Linked DNA regions of Bombyx mori: region 1 is linked to region 2. A link is a contact called in public Hi-C data. All regions are on one chromosome and are shown on one strand. The core of a region is the stretch at or near the end of the contact, and the rest is flanking DNA. Distances in the headings are between cores, read along the strand shown.

Region 1 (5,763 bases), core at 2,314-4,813, 230 kb before region 2:
TCTAAAACTTATCATTTATGTTACTGAAGTGAACAAATAAATTTTTAATGTTCAAAATTATGTATGGGGGGCATAAAATTTCTAGAAATGTGACAGTGAGGCATGGCACATAAAAGGTTGGGAAACACTGCTCTAATATCTTCACCAGTATTAATAGGATAACAAAAAAAAAGATGAAACTAATTGTTGTTGTTTTCTTAGCTTTATTTTTCGATTATTTTTCAATAGGTATTTGGAGACAGTTTGTTTCCAAGAACGCGATCTAGCATACATTAAACATGTACATTGGCGATTCAGTCGTCAAACAAAAACTGTATCTATGTTCAAAATCTAAATATCACTAGACATGTCCGATGGGGATTCCTGTCTTAACACACGTCATTACGGATCCTCCCGATTCATTAACGGTGCTTTTAGGTGCCTCAAGCACCGGTCACCGTCCTCGTCGAACCCATCGCTTGCGACGAAGGGCTCGACGAGTAAATTAACCCTCAGACACAGCCCACTGAGTTTCTCGCCGGATCCTCACAGTGGTCGCGTTTCCGATCCGGTAGTAGATTCTGCGAAGCACTGCCCTTGCTAGGGCTAGTGTTAGCAATTCTCTCAGGTTGAGCCCGTGAGCTCACCTACCCGTCCTTAGGCTACCGGCGTATAGGTGTGGAAATAAAATATATTAGCAACACGCCACAATCATCAATCAAGGTTTCCCCGAGAATTTCATTCCTCGAGAATAAAACAACAAATCTCATACAATTTTTAAGTTGTTTATTAAAATAATATTCGTTCAACTGAACACAAGAAATGGGATCAGACCTAGTAAGATTGAGTTTTTATTATTATCGTCTCTTTTTTTTTCTAATTTGAAAACATAATTTTATTTCTTCTTAATTTTCTTCTTCTACTAAACATAAATCGTAACTTGCTCGTATGAGCCTTACTGACCCTTCTTAACAATAAAAAACAACTTATAAAATCTATCAACATATTAATTACGATCAGAATTGAGAGGTATCCCGGATTAACCTGTTCTTTCTTTCAATTTGGCACAAACTGACAACGTCCAAACAATTTGTTCTAGATGGTTTTAAAAAAAAAAGAAAACACTTTTAATGTCAATAAAAAAATGTCCATATCCGCTGACAAACATAAAATCTTTCTCTTTTATTTAAGCAATAATTATTTAAAAAACATATCTAATTACGATATTGACGTCATATGTTTATATTTAATATGTAACATTAACTAACATGAAATTCCATGTGTTTTCGGGACATGCAAATATATATTCTTTTTCGTGTAAAAGTCAAATCGCATCGAATCAAGCACATGGTAACTGATAATGATACGCAGTGTTGTTTCCGATGTATCGTCAGTTAAAATTTCCGATAAAAAATCCAAATCAAAACGCACAATTATTATTATTATTTTTCATTTAAAATCTGGCTCGATATTGCATTTAACAACGTTTAAAAATCTTAATAATAACAATAAAAAGTAATTAACAAAAAAAATTATTTGTTGAATAAAACAAAACCGTCCGTGAACATTCCGAGGGTGTTATTTTTCATATAATAATTAATATAAATGCAATATTTTTTTTATACCAAAAAAAAAAACGTCCCTAAATATTCAATTAGTGAATTACAAATTTATTTACAAATACAACATCTAAATGGGGCTTGCGAATAAAACCGTGTTCATATCTCCCGAGTCATTATTTCCAACTAATATTTTCATTTTGAAAATTTCTTTTTATATCGTAATAAATGTATACATATGTAATTAGCATAATACACTTAAACTAGTATGACACAATTAGATTATACCTATATATATTATACATTTATATCATATATGTACTTACACATATACAGTTTGAAGGTGTACCGAAAGACGTTTAGGAAAAATGTCGAATTAGCGCCATCTAGCAGTCATAACTTAAACTAAATGGTGTCACATAGATGGCGCTTTAAAACAAAAAGAACGTTCAAGTAAAATGAAACTATAAAATAACGGGCGTTCGGTACACAATCAATTGAATAAAATTCACTCATACAACGTTTCTAATCTAACCTATGACAGTCTACATGTTCCGCACAACGGAAAAACAATTTTCCCTTCGCTCCGCCTTAACATTACTTTACACGCTTACCGCGAAAGGAAAATATTTATAAACTAAACCGAAACTAACACTAAATGGAACCTTATTCTGGTGCAGGCCGACAGATAAACGAAGAATCAGAGGCCTCAATAGTTAAATAAAATTACGCGTCATGCATTTTATGTTACTGAAGCTTATAAAGGCAACTCATGGGTAGTGATGGCCGTGTCAAACTGAACATCGACAATGACATCGACAATCGGATGTATTGTTTGCAAACGACCGGTACATCGCTGCCTTTTTCCCGCAACAATCAAACCATCACTACTCGTGAGCTTAAACTTAAAATAAAATGTTAGATTTAATCTTCACATAGAATTAAAATGATGAGAGCTAATAAATCTTTGTCATTTGGTCAAAGTATCAAAAATATTTATTTCAAACGATTCAAGTCAAGTTACAACTCATTTTTGAGGCCTTATAAACAATTTTAGACAGCTTAGATCGTCATTATAATATTCATTGCGGTTATAAGATCGGTTGAAAATCGTTTTTAAGAATTAGTCTTGATCCATGCCATACTTTTACTAACCAAATATTTGTTTATTTTTGTAGTATATTCATGTACAATGCTTAAATAGTTTCTTTCCAGAATCAGTAAAAGGCACAGTAAGAAAAGTCAAATTCAACGCCACCTATATTTCATCTTTAGAACTAAAACGTCAGTTGTTATCTTGAAGAAGTATTTACGTTAATAGTGTTTAGTTAACGGACAAGATGCTAGATGGCGTTGTTATCAATTAAATTTCCTGAAGCGTATTTGGAAACTAAAAATATGGATAGAGAATAATAATACATTGTAAATGACTCGATTTGGGCTCGCGATTTTGAGATCATATGACTATTTATCATCGTAAAAGCAAAGTTACGGCCGCGCTGCGAACTCGTGTGTCGTGGTGAGTTATAGGGCAAATGTAAACAATAAATTCCTTTAGCGAAAACGTTTCGGGCGCGGTCGAAACAATAGACTTTCGCGTTAAATTCACAAATGTGTTTATAAAAACAACAAAACATATTAACAGAAAACGTAACCATCGCGTTTTTAGAGTAATCCTGATTTCGAGGAACATCGCACTTTCGGTCATCGGTAGGTAAAATTTACATTAGGCCTCACAATCGGCGGTGTCACGATAGACAAAAAAAAAATATTTTTTATAGACCCGGATATAAACTCGATTCCGGGTAAGTTCACCCACGAAATGTCGATGTTCCTCAACGTCAGAGATCGCAAACGTTAATTTAGCACCCGGTTCAAATAAACCCGAATCAGAGATGGGGTTTGGGGGGGGGGGAGCGACGACATCCGCTACGTCATCGAGCGATCAACAACATCAACAGTTCAATATCACAACCAACACGCTCGCCGGACTACGAGACGGAGATGACCTCGTGCGTGGGACGCGGCTGGGCGGCGCGGGGCCAGCTCTGTGACGTCAGCTGGCCGACGGACAGGGGGTTGTTGACGTCACGCGGGTTCGTACCTACCGGGTGACGGGCCGGCGGCTCGGAGGCGGGCGACGCGAGCGAGGACAGAGCGCTCAGCCCGCCCGGACTGGACGCCGAGTTGAGCGCGGTGTCCGCTTCGTCGCTGGACGCGTCCGACATCTCCTCGAGCTTGACGTCCTCCTCAGAGCAGGGGGACTGGGTGGGGAGGTTGTCGCCGCCCGACGCGGCCGCCGCCAGTGCTTCCATGTACCGCATGCACTTTTTCTTCCGCCTGTACACCGGGAAAGACAGTTAAACAAACAAATCTTCCATGGGAACGTTTTATATTCTCCAGTCTCCGATCGCAAAAGCGACGGCGCATCAACGCGTAATAACAACGTAAGAGAATATCAAACGTTCCATTTATAATAGAGTCACTAAGCCTACTGAACACAGAGACACGCAAGTTAATAAGAAAAAATAAAAAACTTAAAAAAAGAAAACACATCAAAAATCATGCCGATTTGTTATTAAATGAGATTGACATATAGAAACGACGACGCATGCTCTCCGTTGCAATATGAGTACTCGTATTCCTACCAAACTCTATAATTGAGTCGTCTATTATCAAAGGTGGCAATCTGTGCATTTGGACAAAAAAATGTTATTGATATGTCAATACAGATTGATTTGAATATAATCGTTTCCTTCAAGGAATACGGTTCAAAACCTGCATTAAATAAAGGTTAATACTTAACCTGTTATTTATCTAAGATGTCGTTCAGAAGAGTTTTGTGACTGCCAATGGAATACAAAGTCAATAATTCGTTTTTCTGATTTACCAATAATTGTCCAAAAGTCACATTGCCGGCTTTGATAATAGTCGACTCATATGGCGTAAAGGTTTAGCTTACAAAAAAAAAACAAAGGTTAAGAAAGTTGTACACTACGTTAATTCATGCCCAAATCGCGGCATTAGGGTTTGTACACAAAACTGCGAATCGGCGCGATGCTAATTCGCAACACAGATAACTGGGACACGAATTGCTGCTATTTCGTGCGGCAAGGCGTTTCTTTACCACAATTGGGGTTCAATTCCACAATCCTTTAACATCGCAGGAATGCGGGATGCAAATCAATTGGCAAGTTTTTTATTTATTTATTTTTTATTGCTTAGATGGGTGGACGAGCTTACAGTCCATCTGGTGTTAAGTAGTTACTGAAGCCTATAGACATCTACAACGTAAATGCGCCACCCACCTTAGTTAAGTTCTAAGATCTCGGTATAGTTAGAACGGCTGCCCCGCCCTTCAAACCGAAACACATTACTGTTTCACGGCAGAAATAGGCAGGGTGGCGGTACCTACCCGCGCAGACTCACAAGAGGTTCTACCACCAGTAAATCCCTATTCCCGCATTTTAGTACATTATTATATTCGATAACTCGTATTTCCAAAATCAGACCCTGTAAGTCGAAGTTAATAAAACATAACGACTTATGTATTACTGGGAATTACCCAAATACGAAAAAGTAATAGAATGCAATACATATTATTATGTGACTACCATAAAACTCAAATCTAATTTTTTTTTTTGATTACTTCGAAAAATATACTCAAAAATCGCACCTTCTTAAATCGATATTATAGGCATTAAATACTTAATTTCTCAAACTCCTTGTCAAGTCGAAGACCTAGTAAGTCGAAGGTTTTTGTATTTCCCTTGACATTCGAGATATCGATATGCCACTATAGTGAGCTTAGTAAGCTTAGTAATCAGCGACTACGGAAACTGTAATGTATACGAAACATCAGAGATAATAAATGTAAGATTTGCGTATCTCAAAAAGCAAAGAAAAAAAAACGTTTTATTGCTAATTATCCAAAAAATATATCCCTCATTTCAGATCCTCACACTATTAGTCAAAGTGTTGGGTCGAAAGTTTTTAATCATCTTTTCTTTAGGCACAACCGGCCTTTCTCGGACTAAGAATACGCCGTAATGTCTAAAGGCATTCCACGGAAGCAGTAGTCACTAATGTTAAACAAAACTATACGGGTACCTTAATCATAAAATAAGAATTCACCCATATTTTCATATACTTAGGAAATTATTATTATTATTATTATTTATATTCCAAAAACTAGTCAAACCAAACACAGGGAAGCGAAATAAAA
Region 2 (5,702 bases), core at 1,959-4,458:
TGGTAAATAGTGCGCAGATCAAAAAGGTTTTTATTCATTTTATTTTGGTAGAAATATGTTTTTGGTGATGCACCGGGAATGACGCGTGACGTTTTTATACGAGTAGGTATTACAAATATGCCTTTTTTAGGTTTTTTTCGATTGCAAATGTAGTTTAGTTAAATCAAAGGCTATTTATTCAATTCAATAATTTTGCATTTTTTTACGAAATATATTTAATTGAAAAGTTTATTGAAATTAACAGATGAACTTCCACCATTACTTCTAAAATTTGTATTTGATTATGCACATTTTAAATGCACATAATTAAAAAAATACGCTCTTCTCTTTAAGTAACTATTTTCTGTACTTGCACATTTTTTTGTCGATTGGCAGAAAAAATTAAAAAACACAACTGAAATAGTACCATCGGGAGGGCCGTACGCACGTCTATCGACGACAAAAATAATATTTAGACCATTTGTCATACTAAAGTATGTAGTTTAAAATGAGGTTAATTTCCGACTTTAATATGTTGATATTCTATCTGTATTAATAAGAATATTCCAAAAGCACTTTTTCAATTAATTAAAATTGTAACAATAAAGTTTTTAGTTGAATGTTTTCTACCTGTTTCGGAATTGTAACAGTTTGGTTTTTTTTTGGTGAAAATCTGACATATTTTCCCATTTTTTTTACACATACTATACTAACAGAGAACATATTACGAACAAAATTGTTAAGTTTAAGCTTCTGTAATAATAAAACATACACACATTTCAATAGCGCGGAAATCTCGCTGTTCTCTTCCCGACGGGAAAAAGTACGTAGAAATATATTGCACTGTATTTAAAAGCCTATGGCGCCATTTCGAACCGCCATTTTCAGATCCGTACTTGCATTTCCAAACACGTTATTTATAAATAAAAAAAAAACGTTAGTTTAAAATGTTGTAATTTTCAAATGAAGATTATTCGAATAAGTGTAGCTAGTTGAACCGAATCATCGGTATTGTTAAATAAATTTTTTTTATTGCCTATGTGTGGACGAGCTCACAGCCCACCTGGTGTTGAGTGGTTACTGGAGCCCATAGACATCTACAACGTAAATGCGCCACCCACCTTGAGATATAAGGTTCTCAGTACAGTTACAACGGCCGCCCCACCCTTCAAACCGAAACGCATTACTGCTTCACGGCAGAAATAGGCAGGGTGGTGGTACCTATCCGCGCGGACTCAAGAGGTCCTACCACCAGTAATTACGCAAATTATAATTTTGCGGGTTTGATTTTTATTACACGATGTTATTCCTTCACCGTGGAAGTCAATCGTGAACATTTGTCGAGTTTAAGCACGATAAAAACTCGACTATTTGTAATTTTTCACACTATTTTCCGGTCTGTTTACGTTAATTTCAATACCTAAGATCAACGCAATAATCACGGCCAATTATTTATATAACTATGAACATAATAATGTGGTTAATGTAGCCAATGAATCATTACGTGAAAAAACTCATTGCAAGAGTTAATTTTCTCAGTAAGTAAGTATAATTACGTATCTAAGAAGTATAATTACGTATCTAAGAAGTGTATGTTTCGTAGTTATATATAATAATTGTAATACTAAATTAAATCCAGGTATATACGCAAAAGATGTGCCATAGATTATTTAGTGTTACCCAATGGTAAAAAATAATAAAAATATGTATTTTGTTATTTGTTTTGGTGTACTTACTTTAGTCAATAGTATTATGAACATAAGTATAATTTAAAAAGTGTATTAGGTATTTAACTGAAAAAGTATGTAAAGACTAAAATTATAATCGAACTGACCATAGAGTATAAAATATAGGTATCTAACGGAAATGTTTTTATTTATTTATTTTTTACCGTATAATATGTGACCACTGGGTATACCTATGTGTCTTTGTTATGAAATTGATTTGTTTACTTTTATAATAAAAGAATACAAGGGAGTTTACTAGATGATAATGTGTTTTATCAACAATATTGTATGCGAGATAGGAATCTAGTTTTCGCGTTACGAATGTTAATTAGGTAAGTACTTTTCATTTTTATTTCGTATTATTATGTTATCTACATACAATTTGATTTTAAGATCTAAGTATATGTTTACGACATTGAATTAAAAGTCACAAATAACGATTTAGTCGTAGACTGACTGCTATAGTTAGCAGCAACATGGTATTTTTCAAACTTGACCACAGAACTAACGCGAGTAGATGCAAAGTTCAATGCTCACGCGCTCACATCGCTACACCGGCGGCGATAACAGATTAATTACTTCGTAAATTACACGACACACTTCGACGAAACTGATAACGGACGGCGGACTGAGTCCGATGCACGTAAAATACGAAAAAATCAAACGGATGCGGACAGAAAATATTTCACGGTCGACCGTGTAAACGAAAACATAACGTGTAAATAGCACGCCAGCGGCCACACGCCGCGGTCTTAGACTCACGCGAAATCTGTCACCGATTACAAAAATAACGAGAGCCGGTAGCGAAAATGCAGGCCACCGACCCCTTCGACACTGATGGGCCATAATTAATCGGTCTCCACATACCTAAACACTGCGAGCATGGCGCACTCCACGCGCCTAAAACTCCAATATTTGAAATATTTCACTATCCGTTTGACACAACACGCACGTTACATTCTCGTTATCACACACTGTCGTCGCTTATTGCACTCGCGATGCACGTAATGTGGTACACTGGTCATTATTTTGTTTATCGGCGTCAGTTTGACGGAGAAGCGCGAACGGGCCGCGGCCGGCCGGGAGTCGCGGGTACACTGCACGCGAGAGCGGCGAGGCGCCCGACACGCACACAACTCGGCTCGTCTCACTCGCACAGATACAGCTCGGTGTGCACCGACTCAAGCTTACAAAAAACCAACGATCGGTATGCAGACGTTCGGTTTGAGCAGGTCCTCGGCTTGACGCTGTTTTCGTCTGCGGTCCAGGGTTCCCGGAATCCGAACCGCTTCTCCTCACCGTTCTGTAAATACAGGCTTCATTCCTATAATTAATTAAATATAATCGAGCTCAATACATAATTGTAGTTTATAATTTAAACTAATTGTTATTGTCACGAAATAAGTAGGTAAGTAATATTAACCAATTCTTCAGGCCATTTAAAACATTTAAAATTATTATTTCTATGGTTGTAATTTGTTTTGTGCATCAATAAAAAGAAAAAAAAATTAGAAAGCGTTTAAAACGTTTAGTACCTAAGTTAATACCACATAATAAAATTTATGAAATGTCGAAGATCGGAAGTACAGGTGAAGCAAAACGTTACTCATAAATTTATTATTAATAAAAAGCGAGAGTGCTTAAAATATTTGAAATCTAGTAATGGTTCTTGGATTTCAAGAGAAACTTATATATAATTATCATTTGATTGTTTCATTCTTTCTAAAATACTGAAACATACTACGATGTCGTTGTATTTTCTCAATATTCTTGAGCTGAAATATTACTTAATGAAAAAAAAGGTAAGTTTTTTATTCACACAAGAATTGGGAACCTGTCTTTTTTATGGCAACATTAAAAACAAAAGAACGGCAGTCAGCGAACCTTGAGTGGGCAGGCGATACGATTCGAGCCTGCGCCCGAGTCAGCGCGCCATGTTGCCGACGGCAAGATAGAGATGCCGCCCTACAAATGTAAATGTTTCTCGCTCGCACGCTTGTTAGCGTTATTGCGTGCCGTAACTATACTCGTCAGCGCTGTACCACACACCCACACGCACGCATTGTTATCTTCACAAAATTTATAACGAGTCCGATTTGGTCTGAGTCTCGGACACTCCTAAATTCTTTGCGGAAGGATTTTTTTTTCTTTCGATCCTTGGCCGAGATCGACCCCAGAGGCGTTATAAAATTATAATGGTCGCTAAACGTTAACAAAGTTTGTTTTGCGTGATTCAGTTTGTAATTTTGGCAACACCGCCGATACTTTTCGCGGGTGTTACACACGTTTTGTGAATGAATAAAACTATGAATGAAACATTCGTGTAATTTACACCTATCGGATATTGTAGTACAATCATGTTTATAGCGGTTATGTGACTTTGAGTTTGTAGGTACTAATTTTATGACAGCATTGCATAGACTTGGTGGCTTTAGTATTTAATCCAACTTTTTTCTTCTTGCGTGGATGACTGAGATGAAATAGTCTTGGACAGTCATCCTTCAAGGTCACCGAAGTTCATAACACAACGTTCCGTCATAAGTTTTCAATTTCACCAGAGCTGACACAATTGAAGTTTTCTGTTAACTCAACTTCATCCTTTGCGTCGCGGCAAAAATTTCAACAAAACAATTAATGCCGCAAACATAACTACTCGAGACAGGTAGGATAGTGAGATTTAGGCAGGACAGAAAGTTTTTCTTCGAAACGTTTTGCTTAATAAACAATGTCAGAGGAGTAAATTATGTTTAATAACCACACCGTAACTTATTACAAAATCGGGGACTTTTTGGCGGGAACGCGAAGAGTGAAGTTGTGTGATTTGTTTTATTTTGTCTATTTAGTGTTTCTTCAGGTTTAAATGTGTAATAATGGTGGTTTATTAACTGTTTAATATCTGTGAAAGTGCACAAATGTGGGAAAATGAAATAAAGCCGCTGGACGTAACTTCTCGGGATCCTCTAAAAAGTCCACTGAAAAAATCTTAGTAAATTACCACCATTTTACTGAGATTATATTTCATCCCATATCATCTCATTTCATTTCATTTAATTTCATCCCAGTTGATTAATGTCTCAAATTCATCATCTTCATTTCATTTCACTCCATAATATCATTTTTCATAAAAATATGAATATAAATTAAAATAAGACATGACTTAAAGGTCTCAGTTACCAGGTCATAAAATCCCTTAAAAATTTTTACAAAATCGGGTGGTATTGTAGAAATTACATCTAGAAATACATGGCGAATGAATGCATTGACTTCAAGTAGTAGGGATGTACTCTGTGGCACGTGTAAAAAGGAAATGACGATATCATTTTAACAAACCGACTGTTTTTGTTCATGACCGACTTCTAAGTTTATGGTCTATTATTGTGTTATAAATTATATGTAAACATATTTATTCATGTTGAACTTTTCTTCAATGAAGTAATTAATAATTGATTGGAAGGCTGGTCAACCGTTATTGTGAGCTGCCGACCTCATGTCCAAGACGGTATGTATATGAACATATTTAACATATTAATATGATATTTGGGTCTATGCAATCGGATTGTAATAAAATCATATTTTTTCATAAATTTCTTCTAATTTCATAATTTTGTAGTAGTCGTGGCCTAAAGGATAAGACGTCCGGTGCATTCGTATGTAGCGATGCACCGGTGTTCGAATCCCGCAGGCGTGTACTAATTTTTTTAACGAAATACGTACTTAACAATTGTTCACGATTGACTTCCACGGTGAAGGAATAACATCGTGTAATAAACATCAAAACCTGCAAAATTATAATTTTCGTAATTACTTGAGGACCTCTTGTGAGTCCGCACGGGTAGGTACCACCACCCTGCCTATTTCTGCCGTGAAGTAGTAATGCGTTTCGGTTTGAAGGGTGGGACAGTCGTTGTAATTATACTTGAGACCTTAGAACTCATATCTCAAGATGGGTGGCGCATTTACGTTGTAGATATCTATGGACTCCAGTTCCATCTAAGC

Evidence for each region. A called contact is a pair of places that touch in the nucleus more often than the background predicts.
Region 1: a contact with region 2 is called in a Hi-C map of middle silk gland, with 2.1 times the contacts expected there. The contact joins the enhancer-like site here to the promoter of LOC101742450 in region 2. A contact is called at or near these places in 5 of 7 Hi-C or Micro-C datasets (middle silk gland, posterior silk gland, an unstated tissue and 1 more).

Annotation. Positions count from the first base shown.
Region 1 is chr27:4,115,066-4,120,828 of ASM3026992v2, reverse strand. It overlaps LOC101742450 (protein pangolin, isoforms A/H/I/S), which reads right to left. Exons shown (of 12, transcript XM_062676460.1): 12 at 749-3,878. The coding sequence ends at 3,530. Among protein-coding and RNA genes, the nearest start is that of LOC134201531, 29 kb to the left of the region's middle. Within about 2 kb of position 3,563, at least 7 of the 8 cell types and tissues checked have open chromatin away from gene starts, as enhancers often do.
Region 2 is chr27:3,887,807-3,893,508 of ASM3026992v2, reverse strand. LOC101742450 (protein pangolin, isoforms A/H/I/S) reads right to left here and starts at 3,208. Exons shown (of 12, transcript XM_062676460.1): 1 at 2,574-3,208.